Linked DNA regions of Mus musculus: region 1 is linked to region 2. The links are chromatin contacts, called in public HiChIP or PLAC-seq maps. All regions are on one chromosome and are shown on one strand. Each heading gives the region's core, a stretch centred on a gene start, on an enhancer-like site or on the middle of the called end of the contact. The rest is flanking DNA. Distances are from core to core; before and after follow the strand shown.

Evidence for each region. HiChIP or PLAC-seq counts read pairs in DNA pulled down with a chosen protein or histone mark.
Region 1: a contact with region 2 is called in a FOXA1 HiChIP or PLAC-seq map of pancreatic cancer cells. The contact joins two enhancer-like sites. A contact is called at or near these places in 1 of 15 datasets of contacts at CTCF or cohesin (the NIH/3T3 cell line), 2 of 484 Hi-C or Micro-C datasets (bone marrow-derived macrophages and liver), 6 of 115 datasets of contacts at active chromatin or transcription factors (bone marrow-derived dendritic cells, embryonic basal ganglia, embryonic stem cells and 2 more) and 1 of 9 other capture datasets (embryonic stem cells).

Annotation. Positions count from the first base shown.
Region 1 is chr16:30,108,624-30,113,246 of GRCm38.p6, reverse strand. No RefSeq gene overlaps it. Among named protein-coding and RNA genes, the nearest start is that of Gm32998, 40 kb to the right of the region's middle. Within about 2 kb of position 1,951, at least 15 of the 459 cell types and tissues checked have an H3K27ac peak or open chromatin away from gene starts, as enhancers often do. A contact at or near this core is called in pancreatic cancer cells, where this site is marked.
Region 2 is chr16:29,785,750-29,789,895 of GRCm38.p6, reverse strand. No RefSeq gene overlaps it. Among named protein-coding and RNA genes, the nearest start is that of Gm46567, 26 kb to the left of the region's middle. Within about 2 kb of position 1,540, at least 32 of the 459 cell types and tissues checked have an H3K27ac peak or open chromatin away from gene starts, as enhancers often do. A contact at or near this core is called in pancreatic cancer cells, where this site is marked.

The sequences.
Region 1 (4,623 bases), core at 702-3,201, 320 kb before region 2:
AGTTCACCTTCTAGCCAGACCCTATGGGAGGCCATTCATTCCTACACTGGAGTCTCCAGCTACTTCCTTCCTCCCCTGAGTTGCTAGCAGGCTGAGTCTAAACCCACAGGAGTAGTAGCTGCTGCATATGAGGAATTGGTTGCATCGCTCCTGTGCCCACACTGCGTGTCTTCCAGCCCCTATAACCTGCAGAGGCTGACTGTACAGAAGCCAAGCGTCCTCTGGGGGCGGGGGGGGGGGGTATCAGAGAAGTCATCGATGGATCCACTGAGCATACACACGAGTTGGCTGCTAGGCTTCATGGATTTACAATCCAGTCCCAGCCCTCCCTGGTTGTTTCTCTCCACAGTTCCAGGCATGCCAGTTCCTTTCCCCGGTTTAGTGGGTTAGGTTCCTGGAAGTTGTACCCGTGTGCTCAGCTCCATTTCAGGACCATCTTCCTACTTAGTCTCTCCTGCTAAAGATGTGAACCCAAAGACTCGACCCTCAAAATGGAGACACTGGGTGGCAAAATAACCAAATTCCAAATCATGTGCAGCTATAGGGAAAAAAAAAGAATCAAGAATAGCAACAACCTTAGTATAATGGACCATTGAAGAATGGAACAGTGGTTAAAAAGACCATGGGAGAGTTGATTAGACAGTGCAGTGGTGACGTAACCAAGTTTAACTACCCTCACTTGTTCTTTGGGACCCACATGGCAAAGGAAGAACCTGATTTGTACAAGTTATCCTCTGACCTCCACATGTGTGCCCCACCCACTCCACAAACACATGCAAGTACATAAATAAATATGATTTTGTAAAAGTATTTGATAAGAAGCAACTTTGAAATAGACAAGGCAGGGGCTGGCAAGATGGCTCAGCGGATAACAGCACTGACTGTTCTTACAGAAGGCCCTGAGTTCAAATCCCAGCAACCACCCCTAATGAGATCTGACGCCCCCTTCTGGTGTGTCTGAAGTCAGCTACAGTGTACTTATGTATAATAATAAATAAATCTTTGGGTCGGAGCAAGCAAGGGACTGAGTGAGTGGGCCAACGGGAGAGAGCAGAGGTCCTAAAAATTTAATTCCTAACAACCATATGAAGGCTCACAACCATCTGTACAGCTACAGTGTACTCACATACACTAAATAAATAAATAAATAAATCTTTTTTTAAAAAAAAAGAAATAGGCAAGGTAAACGGAAGTGGGTCTGGAGAGGAACAATCATTGTTATTTACCAATACTGACTAGCTTTGTCCTATGTATTTTCAGCTGGAAAGCAAGTAGATTTCTTATATGTGTAGTAGTTCCATTCTGTCTACTTCCAAAGATGATTTGGGAGATATAGACACGTCACCGGTCAGGAAGAGAGAAGGAATTTGTTACACATTAATCAAGGTCTTAAAACTATGTGGCCTCTTCCCCTCTCTGTCTCCCACATGCCAGATGAAGGGGTCAGAGCAGATAATCTATGGAGTGCTACTCAGTGCTGATTGTCTGTGGTTTATGGAGGAAGCCAAACCATTTATTTTCATACTTTCCTTCAGTGGTGAATTCACTGTCTGCATGTTTTCTTTTGGCACTCATCCCACCACTGGTGTTCTTTGTGTGTCATTTTCCTAGACTGATCATGAGACCTCCATGTCAGAATAGGGTCTTATTCAGCCTTGTGCCTTCTTAACACAGGGCCTGGCACATGAAAGATGTCACCAAATACTGTCCAAAGAGTTGAGATGTGGATGAAGTGATAGGAATAGACTCGGACACCCTGTGCTTAAGGGGGACTTTGCCAGGAAACAAAGATTCTGAACAGCCTATCTGAACCCTTTTTCCAGGAGCTCTTTCCTGTGGTGCCATTTCTGGTTGTGGACTAAGGGAAATTTACAAGTCTCCATGGTGATTGGAGATCTCTGAGTTGGTGCTAACTTTCCAGCAGGCAAGTGGTGAAGAGAGCTGGTATGACTACCTGCTTAGTCAGAAGTGTCAGGATACTCTAGGCAGGTGGCTCCTACATGATCTGAGCCACTATGCTGTCAAGACAATTCCCAAGTGGGAAGCTCAGCCCCCTGTAGCTGGTCTTTGCTACTTTGTGGTTCTTCTTTCTTCTACCCTTTCCCATCCTTCCAGCCCCTTAACAGTAGATAAGAGAGAGAAAAGGATAGAGAGGAAAGGAAAGAGATCCCTGAATAAAGTCAGGGATGGGAAAGGGAGCAATATTATCTTTAGACTGCTTCCTGCTGATTAGGTCCATCAAGTGGGCTGTGGGGTAACCAAAGAGGCATCCAGAAGACAGAACATCATAATTAGACTTGATGTTTAAAAAGGGATGATGGCTAAGCTGCAAGGATGGAGATACCAAAGAGAGTTGAATTTAGGGAGACCAATTAACAGGCTTTGGGGAGTCTCTAAAAGAGGAACGTTAGTGTAGTTACCAAGGACCAACCTCAGCTTGGAGAGGGTTCCTGAGGAAGAGATGTTTGGAGCAGCAAAAGAATAACTCAAAGTCAATCATGAGTACAAACTGACAGCTCCATGTTCTGCTTGAGCTGGCTCTGCAGACAGCTACGTAGATAGATGAGCTCTTGCAGACCAAAGCCTAGTCTTTTATTTACTTATCAATTCAATCATTAACCCAGGTTCCCTTTTGATTATCCCACAAATCAGCATTTTATAACCTTAGTCCCTAGATTCTTAGAAAGAGATAGCAAGTACATATTTTATAATGTCGCAAATGAACTCAGAGATCTGCCTGTCTTTGTAAGCACAAACAATAAGTTAGTTGGGTGGGATCTGGCTCTGAGATCACCATTCTCATTACACCTGGACATATAGTTCTGTCCCAGGCTGAACTTGAACTCAGAAATCTGCCTTTGTATCTTTCTGATAATCTGGCTCATTAGTGCAGCTGCCTTTGTTCTTTTAGGTCCGTGAAGCCCCCTCATACAGTTCATATTACATTCTTATATTTTGCATAGTTGAGAAATTATACATTCGTAAACTCATGTTTTCAGAGTTCTTCCCCACAGCCTTACAGGCTATCTTAAAGTTTACAGCATTTACCATTTTGCTGAGGAACACATTCTCACCTCCCAGACTCATGCTGTTTCTAATTATCATGGAGTCATTAACTTTAACAAAGAGAGCATTCCTCAAAGGAGGAACATGAAAATATGTACATTATTATACAAACAAGCCCTACACCCACAGCAACTGTCAGCACAACTGGGGGCCCACCCCTTGCTAGCTCTGCTCCAGGAGCAGGAACTGTGTCACACTGTTCCTTCCACATGGCAGGTAGTGCAAGACAAACAAACAAGAAAGACACATCATATAGAAGGGAAGAGAAGGCAGATTCAAGAGTTTCTGATAGTTGGGCATAGTGGTCCACCCCTATAATCTCAGATACTGAGGAGACTGGAGTTAGAGGGTTAAAAGCTTAAGGCCAACTTGGAACGTTTATGGAGACTGTTTCAAAATAACATAAAAAGGGCCATGGGTGTAGCTCAGTCGTGGATGCTACCTAGTACCTTGGAGAATAAAAAGAGAATGTAAGGTGGTAAGCATAGAGCGAGTGGAGGGGGGCCATGAAGTTGGAGAGGAGTGGACCAGGAGAAATCAGGGCAGTGGCATTTCAGTCCTAGAGCCTACAGTACATCTAGGAGAAGTTAGTGGGCAGAGAGCTAAGACAGGATGTGGGTTTGTGGAGAAGGGATGCTGAGATCTGAGATCCACTCCAGGTGCATTGCACTAAATCAAAAAAGAAAATTCTTGGTACATGAAGGTGGGCATGCCCGTGGGGAGCTTGAAACACAGGTCTTAAGCTCAGGGAGTGACCACAGCTGAAATAGACTTACAAACCAGGTAATGATGGAAGCCACATACAAGGAACTCAGGTGGGTTTCTTCTGTGCCCTCTACCAGAACCATAGTCTCTGTGCCCTAGACAATATCACAAGTTGATTGTTCTAAGGCACAGCTCAGACTCGGTGCCCTGTTGAAGTGTGTCCTTTGGAGGGTTTCCAGTGAACAGTGAGGTACTTCCTATAAGATTCTTTATGACCTGGCTGACTTTGTCCTTCTAGAATGTGTTTCTTGTAATGCAAGTATGACTGCATCCTTGCAAAGCACACTGTTTGTTTTGGATATGTTTTAATATCTGTTTCGTTCTCTCCTGCCTACTCCAAATTCTTCTTTTGTCTCTTCCTGTTGAAAGTTTATTATTGAGTCTTCAAAGAATGAGGCAGCCATGGTCTTAATCCCCTCTATAGGTGATCTTTCAGGTTCTTGCATCTCTGGGTTTAAATCATGATTGGTTACTATTTTCCTCTGAGACACCCCACTCTATATAATACCACCAGCAATAAATGCCTTGTGACACTCACTAGCCCTAGAAACTAATAAGGCTAAATTTTATAACATCTGCCTCCAGTAAGGGACATAATAAATGCAGAATGCAGAGAATATCTGTGTTAGATCTTGGCTTTTGAGTTTCAGAAGTCAAGAAAGTAGAGTTACAAATATAGACTTTTGAGTTCATATTTTATGTCAAAGAAAACAGATTAAAATCCAGTCTTACTCACTCACAAACTAGATGAAGGTTCTCTAGTCTGAGGAAAGTGGGAGGGTGGGGACTATT
Region 2 (4,146 bases), core at 291-2,790:
ATAAAGTCGCCTCTTACAGACTCAACCATGGGAGATTTTTCAAAGTAATTTTGTTCAGGTCTCTGGATTTGAGAATATGGAAACTGAGGCCAAGAGAGAAGTGGGTCCCCCAGGCTCTGGAGCTGGTTAGAAGCAGAAGGAGTAACTGAAAGAGTAACTATGCAGTCTTGAGTTAGGGCAACAGCCAATTCTAGCATTGTACGTAGAACTAGAAGTATACGTGATAGACAAGGTACAGTCTCTGTCGTCAGCCAAAGATAAGACAGGCCAAGCTATGCTCTCCAACCTTGGCAAGTTCACTTGCAGCTCTTTTCCTAAGCTATAAAAGGGCTCACACCACACAGCAAGGCTATCATGGGCATTAAAGACAAACACAGATGAGTTGCCCAGCACACATTACTGCTCACAGCAGTGGGAGTCATTAGAGTAGAAATGTCCACGGTGGAAATCTGTCCCTTTCAATGGTAGGCAGACAGCCACAGAAAGGGGCTGTGCTGGGCACTGTCTCTGAGTTTTTTGATAGACAAACACTTAGGTCCCTGGAACTGTGTTAATGGTTCAGGGGGGTCCTCCCCCTTGTCCTTTGTGAATTTTGTCCTAACTGGGCCAGGGCTTCCGGATTCATCAGAAGGGGAGCCAATGAACATGTGAAATGTCCATCTTCCCAAAAGATTGGGACTAGTGACCAGGCCACTAATTTGCATCCTGTCACCCATGCATTTAACAGATATTTAAGTACCTACCTCTTGCTGGGCACTAGGCTTGGTGCTAGGGATGTAGCAGTAGATAAATAAAATGCTGGTCCTCACAGAGCTGGTGTTCTAGAGAGTTCTAATACTCTAAAGGAAACTAGGGTGTGGCTGATGTCAAGCCCCCAAACCCTGTGCTCAGAAGGCCCTTCTTGGTCCCCCTCTCCCCTTTCCCTTCCCCTTCCCCTTCCCCTTCCCCTTCCCCTCTCCCCTTCCCCTTCCCCTTCCCCTTCCCCTCTCCCCTTCCCTTTCCCCTTCCCCTTCCCTCCAGCTCCCTACCACTACGACAATTGGCATGCTCCCCCTCTAAAGCATGCATCTTTAACTGGGGAAGCTAAACTCAAATGGCATTTGTGTTTAGAGACAAGCAATCTGATTCAACGATGAAGAAATTATAGACATCTTCTCTAAATTATGCCTCTACTCTGATTAAGCTGTGTGAGTGTGTGCATGTCTGTATGTGTGTGTGCATGTATGAGTGTGTGTGTGTGTGTGTCTGTGTGTATGTATATGTGTGTGTGTGTGTGTGTGTGTGTGTGTGTGTGTGTGTGTGTTACAGTGATGTATTTCTTTAAACATAGCTGGCCTGCCTTGGAAAGGGTTTCTCACCTCCTCACCAGGGCTTTAGGGAGTGTCTTTTTAGCAAACTGCACCCCAGCCCCACCTCTTTTATCAGTTGATTTCAGCTGTGAAAAGAAAGAAAAGAACCTTAGGTTTGTTTAGTGCAGGCCCTTGTCTGCAGCCAACAGGGAGAACAGGATTGGAAACTAGAGGAGGCTGAGCTGGGTTCAATGGTTAACCAGCGAGATTAATAAATGGCAGAAGGCGGAAACAGCCAGTGAGTACAGAGGCAAGAAGAAATGTCCCCTTGTAGTTCAAAGGCCAAGGAAAGTTTACCTAGATCTGGGGGACCTGTGGTTAAAAGGGCTTAGGGAGCCAGCTCTCCTCAGACTCCAGGCTCAACCATTGCCTGTCAGGAGCCTCAGCTGGCTCCTCTCAGAAGCTCAGCAGGCTGACCCTGAGCCAGACAGAACCCAGGCAGACTGCCCCTACCACTGGAGCCTCAGGCTCTACTCAAGACCACAGGCTTCTCCCAGGAGACAGGCTCCTGGTCTTCTAGCTGGCTCTCAGGCATAGCTCAGATCTTCAGATAGTGAGCTTTGGGCCAGGAGAACTTTTGGCAGAGAAAAATCAGAAGAAGACATTTCCATTTTCTGCCCTGATTCCCTTAGGGTGTTTTGGCAAATAGTCTCTTCTCCCCGTGCCTCAGCCTCTCTGGTGGTGTAGTTACCCAGCTCTTTTGCTTTTAAGGATCAGGTATTAACTATTTTCAGCTCTAGCCCACACAGCAGCTGTCTGCCTCAGCTACCCAACTCTGCCATTGAGGCGTAAAAGCAGCCAGAGGTGATATTTAATAAATAGCTGAAGGTATGTATCACTAAAACTTTATTTGCAAAACAGGTAGAAGACCGGGTTGCCAGAACTCTCAAAAATTAAATGATCTTAGATTACCTTACAGAGAGAAAATGGGGGCCCACTGATATAGCATGCTGCAAGCTACCAGACTACGTTAACGGTGGGACTGAAACTGGAGTCCAAGTGGCCTGTCTTTGGTTTACTATGGCTTCAAATTCTTCCAAAGGTAGAACCCAGCTAATTTTGTCTTGTGCTAATTGATCCTGGGAGTCACTCTCTCAGTGTGACTTGGAGTGGGGCAGAGCACTCTCACTCTCGGGCTGATTCAGAGGGACTTTTTTATGCATTGAGGATGCAGACCATGAGCTAAGGAACACTACAAGAAAAAGGGGAGGTGGTAGAGAATGTCGCACGCCTCCCTCTGAACGTGAGGAAATTGTAGCTAAGAGGAGGGTCCTTCCTATATATTCCACCTTTGATGTTACAGGTCCATGTCTATACTTACTCACCTCCATGTCCCACAGCCGTGACTGCGGATGGAGGGAGCGCTGTCAGGATATTCTCTTCCGGTGTCAAAATATTTTACTCACTGGGTTCTTCCTGGATAGACTCTCCATCCTGATCTTCAGTGGCTGAAGTGGAACGAACGGCTGATCCAACATGGCTCTGTTGATTGTCATGTTTCTGTGACGTGCTTCCCTTCAAACCACCTGGTGTGAATTTATATGGGACTTTCTGTTCCTTGGCTGGCTGAAGAGTCAGGGAGCTTTTATGATGTGAATCCATTTTCCTTTGTTCCCAGTGTCTGCCTTCCCAAAGGGAGAGGTTGAGGACACAGCTCAATGGGACGCAGTGACACCTCTTTAATTGAGATTCTCACAGGCCCTGAGGTCCAGCCAGGGTGACCCTCCTTTCCACACACCACCCTCCCACTCCCTGTGTGGTCATCTCCTTGGCCACAGGATATGGAAGCAAAAGCATTTCTTGACCGCAGCTGTTCCACAGTCACCTCTAAGTGAGACGTGGCACACACACACTGACGCCCTTCACTGTCCTGTTTGTGGTGGCAAGGGTTTGTAGCAAGGAACTGTGTGAAAGCAAGCAAGCGTGGGAATTGCTTTGCCACATCGAGATTGCCTTGCCAAGTGAGGAAGTGAGATGCTGGTGGATTCGGCAGGAGCGAGGACTGGAGAGTTAGACTGGTTCCGGGGAACTGTCTGAAGAGGCTCCAGTGAAAACAGAAGCAATTAATGGTGAGCCCACACTTTCCAACTGCAGGGGCAGCTCAACAGAACCCAGGCCAGAGCAGGGGTTGCTGAAAATACAGCCATGTTGTCCTGCATACAGATCCGTCACCGACATTCACATGCTCTGAAGTGACTTCAGCAATCAGGGCCTGAGTTCTCGGTGACAGCTCCTTGCCCCCTCACACAACCGACCCCAAACCCTGCCAACCTCAACAGTAATAGTTCTGCCCTAACTGTGTTCTGCCCCCCACCGCCTGGCTTCTCTGTCAAAGCCTGGGCTTCCATTTCTTCTTTGGCTTCTGACCTCAAGGCTCTTCCCAGCCTCTTCTTTGTATTCTGTTACATGTGTCCCCAGTAGGCAGTGGTGCTGTCCAGGACAAGGTGATGAGGACGAGGAGGACCCTGTATGTATTCCTACCATCTCTGATAAACATGTGAACAGAGGAGTAGCCTCGTAAGACAGGAAGTTGATGAGACAAACACTGTTCCCCAGTATGGACAAGTATCAGCTCCCAGTACCTATAGATAGATGTGCCTTTTAAAACAAAATTTAAAAATCAGGTCTTCTCAGATTAATCACATGCAGGACTTTTAGATGAGATCATCCAGGAAAAGACAAAGCACAGGAGAAAAATACAGATCCACATTAAAGGGAAAGCAAGAGAGTGAAATGACTCACTTACAAGCCCAGAGATGCTAAGAATTGCCAGAAACCGGGAGAGAACCATGAGAAG